Linked DNA regions of Mus musculus: region 2 is linked to region 1. Evidence: chromatin contacts called from public Hi-C data. All regions are on one chromosome and are shown on one strand. The core of a region is the stretch at or near the end of the contact, and the rest is flanking DNA. Distances in the headings are between cores, read along the strand shown. Region 1 holds the start of Bhmt (betaine-homocysteine methyltransferase). Region 2 overlaps Dmgdh (dimethylglycine dehydrogenase precursor).

What was found. A called contact is a pair of places that touch in the nucleus more often than the background predicts.
Region 2: a Hi-C map of liver shows a contact between it and region 1, with 2.5 times the contacts expected there. The contact joins the enhancer-like site here to the promoter of Bhmt in region 1. A contact is called at or near these places in 6 of 39 promoter capture datasets (the 3T3-L1 cell line, the C10 cell line, liver and 1 more), 11 of 484 Hi-C or Micro-C datasets (cortical neurons, embryonic fibroblasts, embryonic stem cells and 3 more), 5 of 115 datasets of contacts at active chromatin or transcription factors (embryonic stem cells, hepatocytes, liver and 1 more) and 2 of 9 other capture datasets (adipose tissue and pancreatic islet).

The regions. Positions count from the first base shown.
Region 1 is chr13:93,635,188-93,639,832 of GRCm38.p6, reverse strand. It overlaps Bhmt (betaine-homocysteine methyltransferase), which reads left to right and starts at 2,075. Exons shown (of 8, transcript NM_016668.3): 1 at 2,075-2,369. The coding sequence starts at 2,337.
Region 2 is chr13:93,688,319-93,692,508 of GRCm38.p6, reverse strand. Dmgdh (dimethylglycine dehydrogenase precursor) reads right to left here. Exons shown (of 16, transcript NM_028772.3): 4 at 3,820-3,984; 5 at 433-637. Among named protein-coding and RNA genes, the nearest start is that of Dmgdh, 16 kb to the right of the region's middle. Within about 2 kb of position 2,703, at least 4 of the 459 cell types and tissues checked have an H3K27ac peak or open chromatin away from gene starts, as enhancers often do. A contact at or near this core is called in hepatocytes and liver, where this site is marked.

The DNA.
Region 1 (4,645 bases), core at 826-3,325:
CCATGGACTTAGTTCTTTGGGATCAGGGCAAAGGAACTGGAGATGTGCTGATTGTAAGAGTTCTTCCCATCTGCCTGTAGGGATGCACAGCCCTGTGGGGAAATAAATAACAACCTGGAGAAGACACATCTGATGCCTGGGCACCATAGCACTCAGCAAACTGTGGGTTTAGTATCCAGCGTGGAAACGGCAGGTGGATGGCATTTCCATAGACCTAGTTGAGGGCTGGAAGAAAAGGTATAAAAATCTTTCAGCAGCTGCCTATGAATCATGTGGGGAAAGGAGAAGTCAGTGAGCATTCAGAGAACAAAGAATCCCCACATTCACATACGAATTCTAATAAACATGCTTATTCTGAAATGGACATAGCATTTCCCCAGAAAGTTGGTGGGCTGATCAGAGTAGTTATTTCCTGGGCTAGGAAAGATGGCTCAGCAGGGAAGAGCACCCCCTGCTTTTCCAGAGGACTTGGCTTGGATTCTCTAAAGCTCCAGGGCATCTGATATGTGACTGGTTCTTCACGGTCACCTGCACTTGTGTGCACACATGCATGCTCATATACATAATTCTAAGTCTTCTTTTTTTTTTAAAGATGGTTTTATCCAGAGCAAGGACTTGAATTTGCAACAGCAGCTAGGACAATCTTTTTTTTTTTTAATTGCTGTATGATTATATTATTTACTAAAACTTCATGATTTGTTTCCAATTTAAATCTACTAGGTTTTGTTTGTTTGTGCATTGCCATTTTGCCTGCATATATGTCTGTGTGAGGGGAGGATATCAGATCCCCTGGAACTGGAGTTGCAGACAGTTGTGAGCTGCCATGTGAGTGCTGGGTATCAAACCCGAGTCCTCTGGAAGAACCGCTAGTGCTCGTAACCACTGAGCTATCCTTCTAGCCCAAAGCTACTAGTTTAAAATCCCCACTGTTTTGTAGGGTCTGGATATGTGTGTAAACCCAGGTAAAGCCCTCTAGTGCCTGGAGTCCCCAGTGTAGTGCACCAATATCGGCTATTACTGCTATAGACAGCAAGGGCATTCATTAACTATTACTTACTTAGCTTCTCCAGGACATTAGTGGGGGAAGATGTGGACCCTGCCAAAGATGGCATTAATGTACTGTGAATGTACCTCGTTCTTCCAGACTCCTGATAGTGTATAGGGTTGATGGATGGGGGTGGCGGGAGGGGCAGTAAAATATTGTCTGTCACTTGAATTAATTTCAATATATCTTTTCTCTCTTTTTTTCCATTTTTAAGTTTTTACATATTTATCAGAGGGAAATGGACTTGTAAAAAAGCTGTCTCATTGTATATCATTCATACATCACTTTAAACTTTTACCAATGTGTTGTCTGCTACTGTAATTTCTTCTGCATGTGTGCAATTGAGACCATTGTTCCGCAGGAGGAAAATAGCCTCCAGTGCTTATTTGTTGTCTTTAAGTATTTACTAATATGTTGGGCAGTTTTTGTAGGTGAGATCTCTAGTGTTTTTATATCATCGTGTTTTTTTTTTAAATATTTAGGGAATTATCATGAATCGCCAAAGGTTAAACACCTTTTTACATCAGCAGTCCGCTGCGCTCCACTGCACTGGAGGCTGCTTCTGGTTCCTCTGGGGTTTGCTTCGCTTTGGTTTTTCATGTGGAGCTTTAAGATCTTCAGGATCTTTTCCATTTTGCCTTTTACTTGTTAGACACTGTGCTTGTTAGATGGTGCCACGGTTACCAGAAACCGCCAAAAGCCTGCCTGTAAGGTCACTGAGAACAAACCCACTACTTGGAGGATTGGCACTGAGCGCTTCTGCAAAGGGCAAGTTATGTTACTTGTGCCAGATGTAGGTCATGCAGTTTACACTCTGTGCCAAGTTCTTGCCGGGCATCGCATCCTCATGCAATGATCTTGTATCTTCGCCTTTGTCAAATATTTGGTCACTGAGTGGAATTCTTGGGGGTATGGTCTGGCAGCTTAAGTGGGTCATGGATACCTGACCCCAGATCAAGGTCAGAGGCCTGCTATTGGACAAAGGTCAGTGTGCAGACGAGCTAGCAGCGACCTCAGTATTTTTTTCTTATCTTAACTTCGCGTTTCCACCCATCTAGGAGACCAATCTCGACTTCTCCTCCCACAGGCAGCTTCCCAGCTAGCCCCTGGCCTAATTCAAAGGCTGGTGGGCGTGTTCCCTGCCTGAGGCCATGTGTTGGACCTGGCCAAGGCTAGGGAACTCTAGCTGCTGTATAAAGAGACCAGCAGCGGCCCAGCAGCACAGACTTTGCTGGGAACAGCTACCCTCCAATCCGCAGCTGTGTTCAGCGCCACTCACTACACCGGAAAGATGGCACCAGTTGCTGGCAAGAAGGCCAAGAAGGTGAGTGTGCAGGGAGCCGGAGAGAGCTCTCAATACACCATCAGCTGGGTACCCCCAATGTCAGCAAGCGCAGAGAGGTGCTTGGAGCCTGGCTGTGGCCCAGCATCCTTCTAGTTGGCAGTGTTAGGTCAAAAGGGGCACTCAGAACTTTGAGTTCTGACTGGGGGTTTCTTCTAACAATAGTGTATTCTATATGGTCTCTGGCCCTCCTGCACTTCTGGCTCCACCTTGGACCTATCTGTGGAGTGACACAAGGCACAAGACAGCCACTTTGGATGTCAGGGTGCTCCCTTCAGCCCATCAGACTCAACCCTTCATGAGTGCAGCACCCCTAAAGACCAGAGAAATATCCCAGAGAAGCTGCTCATGGATCCAGGGGTGCAATTTCCCACAGTGGGAGTTGGCTCTGGCTGGTGGCTTGCCGGGTGCAGGAGGGGCAGGCAGCTGCAGAGCCGGCCCGATTGCCTTACGGTTTCAGAAACAAATAAGTAGAATGGTTTTAAGACGCTGAGGAAGGACTGTTCACAGAATTCTAAAAAAACAAAATGCCTGCTGGACCCAGGAGGTCAGTCCAAATCTGACCTTCTGTGTTAGGGGATGTAGGCATAGATGGGGATAATATACTTGGATCTGATATCAAACCCAGGCACACAAGACCTCAGGAGGTGGCTGGGAGACAGATGGAGCCAGGCTGACCATAACCCTCAGTTCTCCCCTGCTGGGGAACCACCTGAGTGTGCCCAGTTTGTAAAGGGACAAACACCAATTCAAAAAGACATCTATGGGAGGGGGAGGAAGAAAGCTAACCCTGTTAAAATGTAAACACCATGCCCCTGAGGGAGACTTCATGCCAGTGTGTGAGAAGGGTATGTGAGTCAAGTAAGGTTTCAATTACTGCCAGTCCATAGATTTACTAAATGATGTCCCCTGAAGACTACAAAGATGGCTTATCACACCACACACACACACACACACACCTCTTCTTTGATCCCATTTGTAAAACCATGGATTCTAATCCACTTCCCAAATTCAAGTTTACAAATGTCACCAGCCTCTCTACTAGGGGCTGATGGGGCATGGATGAAATCCCAGCACTCAGGAGAAAGAGGCAAGAGGTTCAGAGTTCAAGACCAGTCTAGGCTACACAGTGCTACAATGTCTGAAAACACAATACAGTGGGGGGAGGGGCAAGATGGGGGAATTTTTAGAGAATTATCAAGAACAGAATTGAGTGGCATAAGGGCACCTCCCCAATACCTCTGTTTCCATATAAATGTTAAAAAACGAGGGCTAGGCCGGGCGTAGTGGCGCACACCTTTAATCCTAGCACTTGGGAGGCAGAGACTGGTGGATTTCTGAGTTCAAGGCCAGCCTGGTCTACAAAGTGAGTTCCAGGACAGCCAGGGCTACACAGGGAAACCCTGTCTCGAAAAACAAACAAACAAACAAACAAAAACGAGGGCTACAGCTATACAGAGAAACCCTGTCTCAAAAAAACCAAAAAAAAAAAAAAAAATTAAAAAAACCTAGGGCTATAGTATGCATTTAAAAGATATGACAAGGACACTTATTAATTGCAAAATAAAATCTGGATAAAATAAAAAGAACAGCATCTGCAACATTTTGATATACATTCTGCTAGTTGTCCAGGCAAATATATGCTTTAAAAGAATAAGCTGATGTTAAATATGTTCTTTTAATAATTTACATACACACACACACAAAGCTTTTCATAGTGCATCCCACTGTTTAATTTAGAAACAAACAAAAAAAATTCTGAGATTTAGGGAATTAAAAGCTAGTAGAATCTAAGTGTATGCTGACATAATCACTTCACAACATGATTACCATGATAAGGAAACTACCCCTATTTCCAAAGATCAGATTCCTGGCTATGCTGTGTGCTAAAATATCGTGTACTAAACTTGAAATTGTGTTCAATGAGATACGTTAATTGCCACTGTGTCACTATTTGCACTGGAAGTGAGTCATAGCTATTTATAGGACTATTGTTTGTGTGACATATTTATATTATATATGATATATATCTATATATCCCCATCACATGCATATATTTATTAATTTATATACATATATATGTTTAATTTTAAATGTAGTATTTAGACACATTGTAATCATGATATATATTTGAATTTCAAAGTTCACATGAGCAATTCTGCATCTTTATAGTTGTTTATTAACTCACAGACTTCCAGGCTTAGCCATGGAGAGCGTACATCCTCATGTGATTTCCAGTTCCACACTAAAGATGTCAA
Region 2 (4,190 bases), core at 1,454-3,953, 52 kb before region 1:
AGTTTTAAAAGTACATTAAATACAGTTGTATAGTAAGAAATTGGAAGAGTGGAACTTAGGTCCAAACTTGCTTGTTTGTTTGTTGTTTGTTTGTTGTTTGTTTTAAGGCAGGATATCAAGTATCCCAGGCTAGACTCAACCTGCACACCCCCTATAGAACAAGAAAGGGCCTTGAACTTCTGACCCCACTGTCCCTGTCTTCCAGGTGCTGGAGATTGTCAAGTGTGCCGGGCAAGCACGCTGCCTTGATCCCTGATCCCTGGAGTTTGATCATGAGCATAATCAGTAAAGAACAAAGATAAAACCTGAAAGGAAAAAGCCACCTAAGTTGTCAAGACACAACTAGAGCAGAAAAGAATGGAAACCGGGGTAGTGGATAGGTGAGGATGGAGGGGAACGCCAGGCGGGGAAAGGGGAGGGCTGGTGGCTTACCTGCAGCATTCACAATCCTATTTGCTCTCACAGATCCTTGTGGAGTCTCCACATCCCATGTCCCATCTGGCCTGGGCTTCAGAGATGTCACTGGTGCTGGATACTTTAGAAGGGCCCCATATTTCCTAGCACCAGCAGCCAGGGCCATCGTCAGAGAATAAGGATCAATGTGGCCATCTCCTGGGTTATACAGTCCGGCTAAAATCTAAGTCAACCATAAGAAAGTCAATATTCAAAGAAATGTATGCTTATTACTCAACACAATTATAGCCTGCTGACAAATGCTTAATAAAACTAGACTTTAAAGTGCATCAACATTTAGACATATACATAGCTGAGTGGCAGAGTGCCTGCCTGGCATGCACAGGGTTCTAGAGTTTGATGCCAGCAGAGAGAGAAAGGATCTCAACAGCAGTTAACATGTCTTTTCTTTTTTAAGTCATACTTAGATTTGAGCAAGATACGCAATGAGAGCTTAGTCACTCATCACCATGAAGCCACTTGATAAAGCTTTGCAATGGTCTCCATGCCACTAAGAACAAAGTGTATAGTTTCCAGTCTTCTGGCAGCTATTATCTGCAGTCAGTGGCTAAAGCTAATGTTAAGTTCTAGTCAATGGGGTGCAAAGGAAAGGATTATATGGCAGCTTCCAGAGCCACTCCAAGAAGATAACTAGCGTATGCCCATCTTTGTTAGTTTCTCCATCCTGGGGTCTGAAATTCAGATGTGATGGCTGGGCTCCAACTGACATATGGAACACTAACACAAGAGTCAAACCCCTGGACTGGCAACGTAATGATCTAGAGGGTGGCCTGATCATTGAAGCCTTGATGGCTTAGTGGCTATTTAATACTTTCTCAATCAGGGTTTCTATTGCTGTGAAGGACCACTACGACCAAAGCAACTTGGAGAGGAAAAGGGATTTTCAGCTTAGGCTTCCACATCACTGTTCATCACTAAAGGTAGACAAGACAGGAACTCAAGCAGGGCAGGAACCTGGAGGCAGGAGCTGATGTGGAGGTCATGGAGGAGTGCTGCTTACTGACTTGCTAATCATGGTCTATTCAGCCTGCTTTCTTATAGAACCCAGGACCACCAGCCCAGAGGTGGCACCATCCACCATGGCTGTGCCCTCCCTACAGGCATTTCTCAATTGAGGTTACCTCCTCTCACATGACTTTAGCTCATGTCAAGTTGGCATAAGACTAGCCAGTACAAGTACTTAAATAATGAGAAAAAGACTTAAGCATTATTATTTTGGTTTTTCAGGTTTAAAGCCAAGTCTAATTCTAATTGATATATCAGTTATAACATTTAAGTATTCAATATTGTAAATATATTTATATGTTAGTGTATACCCAATATCAGCTAGGTCTGATGGTGTAGGTCTGTAATCCCAGCTATTAGAAAGGCTAAGGCAGGATTCCAAGTTCAACACCTGCCTGGAATAGAATGAGTTCAAGAACAGCTTGGAAAGCTTTTGGAGACCTTTCCTCAAAATAAGAAACAAAAAATGAGCTGGGGTTATAGTTCGGTGCTAGAGTGGTAGCCTAGGGTATGAGTGTACTAGATTTCAGTATATATGTGCACATTTGTGCTTGATGAAAATGTATACTGGGTTTATAATCCAACTTCTTGCACACCTCCTCTGTGTTACGACTTCAGCCTAGGTACTCTGAGGGAATGAAGGGGGATGACGTGAGCTGACAGAAGCAGCATAGCAAATGATATAACAAGATCTCATCTATTTGGCAAGAAAATGCCAGCAACTATGAACAGGGAGTCTTGACAAATATTTTCCCTGCATCTGTTTAGATTATTTTGGGCTCTTTGCCCTTTGTTACTGTGATAGTATTACACTGATTAACATTTAGACTTTAAACCAACCCTGCATTCCTGGGACACACTCTACTTGGCAATATCATAGAATTGTTAATTCAGTTTACTAGATTTTTATTAAAGACTTTCACATCTAGATTTAGAAAGAACAATAGTATGCCTTTTCTTCCTTTGTTTTTGTTTGGTTTCTATACCAGAGACATACTAGTGTTATAGGTTGTATAGGAACATATTCAACTCTAATTTTAGAAGACTTTGTGAAGGATTCATATCAATTCTTCAACTATAACTATCTGTTAGAATTTATCAGAGATGCCATCTAGGCCCAGATTTGTTTTTTTACTAAAATTTAATCTTTGTACTTATGTATCCAGTGCAAGAGACTTTGGGTTTTGATGGCATTCACACCATGGTGACTTGCGGATGTCACGCTGGTGTTTTGTAATGGCTTTGTGCTTTCTGCAGTGATCCCATGGCTATTTGGCTTGGCATGTCCTGGTCCATGTGTTTCCATTGCTTAAGAACTTTTAGGAAATCTGTATTGATGAGAGCTTCTAAGGAAGTGTTTCAGAGTTGACATATAAAGGGATATAAATGGATTCTTAGCAGTATAGTGGAGGTGGACTTCGATGAAGACAATGCCATCACACAAAGCCATGGACAAGAAAGAGTCCCTGCAGCCTGTAAAAACTCACAAGAGCACAACGCCCCAGCACCCACAGCAGTTACACAAACACTCAGAGACCAGAACTACTGACACAGTCACTACCAGGGAAATGGCTGTCTGCTTCCCCAAGCAACCTGCTGTCTCCCCATACCCAGGACAGAGTCAGAGAGGGCCCAGGGTTCAAAACTTTCCTCCAGCTCTTCTAAACTGAACAAAATTATCCTACTGTGTAAATTGTTTAAGTTTCTGTTTTCTGGGTCATAGTAGCCAGAGTTTGCATAGAAAGGGCTTAGCGTGGTCTCTTTTACATAAATACTACCACAGTAATGTTGCCAATATTCTGCTAAAGAAAGAAAAAAATACTATGCTCAACTGGAAGGATAAAAAAAAAACAAAAAAAAAACATTAAGTTCCCTGTCAAGTGGATTCCCTTAAGGAGATTCAAAGTTAGTCTAGATCTTTGCCCAGAATGGTCTGAGAGGGAGGCGCCACCAGGAGCAGGCAGCATAGGAGGGAGTATGGCACAGGGCTTCTTGACTTTTAAAACTTCAGCAGTCCCTTCTAGAGTCGTCATAGCAGCTGCCATCCCCCATCAGACAGCTGGTGTGTAAAAGCACTTCAGTCTGAGGGAGCCGGTCACAGAAAGGTATAGAAATGTTTCCTTAGTTGTCACTAAAAAGGGGTTTCGTTGTCCCTGCAGACATCCCTTAATAACGGCCTACACTGTGACCTGCCCACAGTGTAACACCTACCGTCTAATGTTGGTATTATGGACTGTATACATCCATTATTTCTACTTTTAATGAACTCATTGAAACATATTATTTTAACATAATTTTTAGTTCAAGTCGACAAAGTGAAATTGTCCTTCCAATAAATACCTTGTTCATGTTGAGTAAAGGGAACAGCTCGTGGATTTTTTCAGGCTCAATAATATACTGTTCCGTGGCGTGCCAGTTGGTTCGCGTCATTTGGTATTTAAATTCGTCCACCCTTACAGGAGTTGTAGCAAGCCTGATACTACCTGGTTGATGGAATCCCACCACCTGTGACAATAATTCCAGGCAAAGCACATAAATAAATTGTCTTCAGGCACTCAAACAGTTCCCTAGCACAGTGAAAAATCTAGTAAGAGAGGTTTATAAGGTGGCGATCATTATCGAGACATAAGACATTTGCATCTTACGAAGAGATATTTGTTCAGCAGCAGTTTAGTCGGTGTTCCTGTAAGCTGGGCAGTACTGCAAACCTG